Regions from separate parts of the Mus musculus genome. Here region 1 is linked to region 2. A link is a contact called in public Hi-C data. All regions are on one chromosome and are shown on one strand. Each heading gives the region's core, a stretch centred on a gene start, on an enhancer-like site or on the middle of the called end of the contact. The rest is flanking DNA. Distances are from core to core; before and after follow the strand shown.

Region 1 (2,867 bases), core at 250-2,749, 280 kb before region 2:
CAGTTTGCTTTCTTAGAGCAGGGAGGCGAGTAAATGATCTTCCAAACCCAGGAAGTTCCCTGTTTTGCAAAAGGGCCATTTGACAGGTTCACTTGCAAGATCTTTGCCCACGACAGCAGCGCTGTTAAAGAGTGGAGTTGATTCTAACTCAAGGAGGAGGACACATTCTAAGCCCATGTTAAAACTGAGACCTTATGCTTAGGTAACTGATACTGTGGTGATTTTGTAATAGAGCAATAGCACAATTTAAGAGATTTATACATACTGTGACTATTACAGCATGCACTGGAGGACAGTATGCCTGCAGATGTATAGGCTTTAAGCTATATTTTGGGTCAGCTTTGTGGACCAGCTGAGAGCCCACGTGCTACATGAAATATGAAATTTATTAGCAAATGTGCTGCAGGTCCCCCCTTTGGATCCCAGGTGACTACCTCCCCGTCATTTCCATGGCAGCCCCAGGCCACCTAGGCCTGGCGAAAATTAAGTAGCTCTGGAAATGATCTTGTTCTTCAGATGTCATCTTTTTGAATGAAGTTTGAGTAGGCTTTTTATGTAGAAAGAACATTCACAAGTCAGGTGTTCGTAACCCAGAGAATGTGTGTGTAAATATTTTACATGGCCAGGATGACGGAACTTAACTGTGTCTTTGTATTTGCTGTCCCAGGCCAAAGCATCCAATCAAGCCATGTTCTTTTCAACAACTTTCGGTCCCCAGTGCTCATAATTCAAAGCTGCTGCCATCCTCTAAGGGATGATTCAGGCTCAATGGGTCATCAGCAGGGCTATGTTGTTTGTTTATTTGTTTGATACCGTATCTCATTACATTGAAGTGGTAGTATCTGTGGACTTTTTGAGGCACCATATTTGAATTTTTCTCATGAAGGAAGCCTAATGTTTTGGTTGACAATCTTGTCTACCAGGTCAAATTCCTTGTAGTGTCTGCTGCTTATCATTGAAGAGTTTTGTTTTGTTGTTTTATTTTAGTATAGTGACATAGCAATGCTAGTGTTTCTTGTCACATACTGATTTCAGTAGGTCAAAATAGGACAATTGATGCATACTAAAATTAACATTTATTTCTTACTACTGTAAGATTCAATACTAGACTTCTGTATCTCCTTAAATTCCCTCATCTTTGGGGAAAATCCCTTACTCTTATCTAATCTCGTTCCTGTTTTTCCCCCTGTGGCCTGAGCCCATGGAACAGGTCCCATTAGCTAAGGCTGAATTAATGCTGGGTATACTCTAGCAGCAATGACTAGGAAAGAAAACCATGTTGAGGCTGATGAAGGCTGGGCAGAGGAATCCCTTCACCTATGCTTGGTCAAGTCCCTTTAGGTCGAGCTCCTGTTCCGTATGCTCCTTCTGTAGAAGAGACTTGCTGCTTTCTGGCAGGAAGGAGCCATTTGCTTTTTCAGGGAATGACTGGTTCCATATTCTAAAGCATGAGTCACGGATGTTTTTAAGATTACATATCCCTCCTAGCATATGAGGAATAAACTAGAGAAAAGGAAGTTAAGAGAAAACAGAAGTGTGAATAACTGCTAACGGTGCTGTCCCTGGCTCCATTCCGTCTGCCATTTCATCATACATAAAGAGTAGGTCAGAGATTCCTTTCCTGGCAAGTAAGTGGCAACATGTGTTTGAAATAGCAAATGGAAACTGTCGAGGAGAGATGGCAGGCACATGGCAGCAGGAAGACCAGGGAAAATTTGTTGCCCTGATGTTAGCCACCTAACCGCTATGCTTTTCACAGCGGTTCGGTTTTACTTTTAAAAGCTTGCATGCCCCAATAGTGTAACATTTCTGTGTATAAAATGTGTACTTCCTCGGTTGGGGTGGTGGTTTTTTACTTTTCTCTTCATGAGTGGCCGTCCCCTTAAACCTTAGGCGTTTCACAGAGTCCTTGAGTAAAAGACTCCCAAAAGATAGAACCCCCTTAGGAGTGCTTCAGTAGTGCTCACAAGTTCCTGAAGTCAGGAAGAAGTTCTGTAGCCAACCCACTGCCAGCTTTGTGTGGTCCACAACCTTCAAGTATGTGTGTGTGTGTGTGTGTGTGTGTGTGTGTGTGTAAAATGGAAAAACTTTGGTTACTGGTCAGAAAAATGGGATCTGGCCCTGGGTGGAGACATAACATTGTAAATCTTCTGAAAGGACTCAGTAGATTGTCTACTCCGAGGCTATCTGTAAGGAACATGGAGATACCATGTCTACTGTCTTACATGCTAATACAAATGGGCCTTTAACCATGTGGACTGGAAAACCTCTCTCAGGAAAGCTGTCTGTTCTAGAGTCTTTAGAAAAACAGTACAGGGCCTCCTATAATCTGTTTATCAGCACAGTGATCGCTCAGGTCATTGTCTACTCTCATCCTGTGAGTTTTGTGTATTCTTCACTACATTCTTGGTGTTGCCTTTGCATTCTTCCTGTGGCTCTCACAGGAACAGGGCATGGGGAAGGCAGACCAAGATCCTGGTAACAGTACTTTATCAGTGTAGTGAGGTCATTTCGAGCACTGGAGAACAATCATTCCTATGACTACAAGAGAGAACTGGTCCACACTGGCTCTGTGTTCAGGAAGGCTCTATTTAAATAGTATTTTTAAAAAGGCTGTTTATGGTTTTGTTTTGTGACTATTGTAGCAGCTAAACCTTTGCTGTGTAGAGTGCTAGAAACTTCTGCAAGTACCTTTTTTTTTAAAGAAACGACTGTAGTCAAGAACAAGAATAAGTTGTCCCGCCTCTAAGATTTAGCTAACATTTAATTTTAGTTTTAATAACATTTAACTGCTTATTTAAAAACTTACCAGTTGTAGGGAAAAATTCACTAGGTATTGTTGGTTAGGGTCTTATCTATGATAATAT
Region 2 (3,065 bases), core at 25-2,524:
TGGTTATCAGCATTTTTTGGTCTCTGAATACCCATAGCTGGAGCAGATCCTTGCTGGCTTCTCCACAGGAAAGCCCATTTCCAGTCCTCAGAGCCAAGGCAGCTACTCAAAGGTTCAACCCAGAGTCTCTTTCACCGGGATTGGCTCAGCATCCCATTGCTAACTCTGCTCTTGTTTGCCAAATAAAGTTGACCTTAGAAGGCCAAGTACGGTTGAATATACCTGTAATCCTAGTATTTGGGAGGCTGGGGCAGGAGGATGGACAATATGAGGCCAGCCTAGACTATGCAGCAAAATCCTGTCTCAAACATAATTTTTTTTTTAAGTTTCCCTAAAGATTTTATTAAGCAGGTTTCCTACTAACTATTGTTTTTGTTTTTCGTCCTAGTTAACAGGTCAATACTTCATTGACTCTGCATTTTGAGGTGAAGCCTTTAAAAAAAATCCTCTTTCTCCGTTTTCCCCTGAAAATGATTATGTGGTAAAATGATTGGGAAAGAAGGAAGTGAAATAACAAGGTTTGGATTACAGTGACCCACGCAGAGTGGGAGCCGTCCATTCAGAAGCAGGGCACTTGGCTGCACAGAGCCAAGTGGTCCAACATCGCCATTCTGCCCTGCCGTCTCCATGGTGTGATTCAGAGCTACTCTGTCAAACGTAGGAAACCTTCAAAATCTGGAGCATGACATATTGCCTAGCAATGGCTCTCCCTTCTGTGAGTCTGGAGCCCATGTCCCACCTCCAGCGATTGGCTCTGGTTGTCATTCTGATTGCCATTCTCACCACAGTTGGAAGGGAAAAACTGACATCATTGCTCTGATGGTAAAAAGTATCCTGTGGCTCTCAAGGCCTGCAGCATCAGGGGCAAGCGAGGAGGGCGGGCCTCGCATTTCTCAAGCTTTTCACTGCAGGCTAACACTGGGAAATCGCCCTTGATCGGTTTGCTTTGTTTATAAACATTTTCGGTTCTTGTTCATCATCGGCATCAGTGTATTAGGCCGTGAAAAATGTATTTTCCATTCTAAGGCCAGCAATTCTGAGAAGTCATGGAGCCTCCAGTTTTGTTTTGTTTTGTTTTGGAAATGGGTGCTGTCCATAGGATATAAAGAAGGCCGAGATTGAAGTGGATGCTGGACTTTCATGTTTTTTCTACAGATGATGATGATTGATGATGATGACGATGACGATGATGAAGGGAACACTGAAAGAGACCAAAGGGGAAGTGAAACAAAGAAAGCTGAGAAGGACCTGGCTCCTTCCGCGTGCGGTGTAGTTGGAAGTGCCTTACCCAAACTACAGTGGTTAGCCTCACGGCAGCTGCGGATGAAATGGCTGTTTGAGGGACTCTTTCCTCACCCTCTTCCCTCCTGCCAGAGCTCACCTCGAAGTACAAAAGACATGGAAATGCTTGGGATGTACTTTATGAAGTGGTGAAGCCCTCTGTGAAGTCTGTGAGATTGATTCAGGAAGCATCTTTCTCTAAATCAGAAGATTAAAGGAAAAGAAGAGAAGGAGGAAGAGGAAGAGCAAGAGGAAGAAAAACACTCGTAAGAACTCTCCTGTAGAGACTGGGGAAATGGCTCAACAGGGAAGAGTATGTATCTCTAGCACCCATGTAAAAAGCCTGGCATGGCTGGGTGTGTCTAGAACCCCAGGGTTGTCCTGAGAGGGAAACAGAAAAATCCTGGGAGCTCACTGGAGGCCAGCATAAGAGAAATGAGCTTAGGTTCAGTGAGAGACCCTGTCTCAAAAAATAAGGTGGAGAGCAATACAGGGAAACAATGTCATGTGTGCACATACTACAACACGCCCCCGCGTGTATTCTCTCTCTCTCTCTCTCTCTCTCTCTCTCTCTCTCTCTCTCTCTCTCTCTCTCTCCATCCTTAAAAGTCCCCTGCTTCCAACATATGAATGTAACTGTATGATGGTGTTATGTCTGGAGCTGTTCCAATCATCTTACTAGCAAGAAGTAAGCAATGGGGGTCACTGATGTTTTCATATTGTGGATAGAGGAACAAACAACGGGAAGAGCCCAGCTCCTCACAACATTGTGGAAACCACTGATTCAACCCTAGAACCACCTGCCTCTAGGCAGCAAAAATAAGCCCCTCACCTCAGGTACATTTAGCTGTTCTGTTAACTTGAAACCAAAAACATTCTAATATATACAGTATAACTACTTCATTTTACTCTACTAAATGTATTTCATTATGTAGGCTGGAAAAATCAATCCACTGGTTATTGCAGAAAAAAACATAGTTACTTATAATCTATCTAAAATAATCTTTTTTTTTGCAACTCCTTCAGTTTCTAACGTACACATTTCTTCCTCAATGTTCTTCACGTATAGAGGATAAACATTATGACCCATGAAATGACTGTGCACCCCAGATACTGACATCGCTAGCTGGTGTCACATCTTGCAACCAGGAGCTAAGTCTGATGGCAGCCCTCAAGCACTAGTCTTATAATTTGGCCAACACCCTTTCCTAACAGATGTCAGAGACTGCTATGTGTTCAGAGGCTGGTAACCTGAACCACTGGAACGCGTCACACCTATGGTCACCTACCACGGTGATGACGCTGGTTTATACTTTGGGATGACTCTCCTCAAGATGGCTCCTAGCAAAGCCATCAGTCCCCTGTATGTGTCTAGTCCCAGAAGTGTTATCCACTGCATGACATTCTCAAAACAGGAGAACTAGAGTTGAAGGTAGAAGAGGGATAGTGATAGAACTGCTCTAGTCTTGATTGTGGTAGAGGTTTCCTTGGTCTACCATGCGTTTATTATGCATCAAAAAAGTCAACTTTTACTACAAGAAATAGAAGTGACATTTTTACTACTAGAAATAGAAGTGGCATTATTCCATTAAAAATGGCTCCCAATCAGCTGTCAGCATCAATTAGTCCAAACTGCTTTTATTTCCCCTCCAGTTCCTATTCAGGAAGGAAGCTGCCTTCAGCTCTTCCTATGCTACACTCTCCAGTCGAGTCAGCTGGACAAGCTGAAAGGCTTAAAAGTCACTCATGAGGCAAAAGAGTTTCAAGGAAGCTCTCCTCCTGGA

What was found. Hi-C and Micro-C count contacts between places; a contact is called where the count stands out from the background.
Region 1: a Hi-C map of bone marrow-derived macrophages shows a contact between it and region 2, with 16 read pairs. The contact joins two enhancer-like sites. A contact is called at or near these places in 3 of 15 datasets of contacts at CTCF or cohesin (the NIH/3T3 cell line, large pre-B cells and stem cell-derived epiblast-like cells), 11 of 484 Hi-C or Micro-C datasets (the 3T3-L1 cell line, LSK cells, bone marrow-derived macrophages and 6 more), 20 of 115 datasets of contacts at active chromatin or transcription factors (bone marrow-derived macrophages, craniofacial prominence, embryonic basal ganglia and 13 more) and 4 of 9 other capture datasets (adipose tissue, embryonic stem cells, liver and 1 more).

What each region holds. Positions count from the first base shown.
Region 1 is chr16:57,535,448-57,538,314 of GRCm38.p6, reverse strand. All of the region lies in intron 1 of Cmss1 (cms small ribosomal subunit 1), which reads left to right. The region is part of intron 4 of Filip1l (filamin A interacting protein 1-like); the gene reads right to left. Among named protein-coding and RNA genes, the nearest start is that of Cmss1, 70 kb to the left of the region's middle. Within about 2 kb of position 1,499, at least 72 of the 459 cell types and tissues checked have an H3K27ac peak or open chromatin away from gene starts, as enhancers often do. A contact at or near this core is called in bone marrow-derived macrophages, where this site is marked.
Region 2 is chr16:57,258,115-57,261,179 of GRCm38.p6, reverse strand. No RefSeq gene overlaps it. Among named protein-coding and RNA genes, the nearest start is that of Gm26800, 20 kb to the left of the region's middle. Within about 2 kb of position 1,274, at least 32 of the 459 cell types and tissues checked have an H3K27ac peak or open chromatin away from gene starts, as enhancers often do. A contact at or near this core is called in bone marrow-derived macrophages, where this site is marked.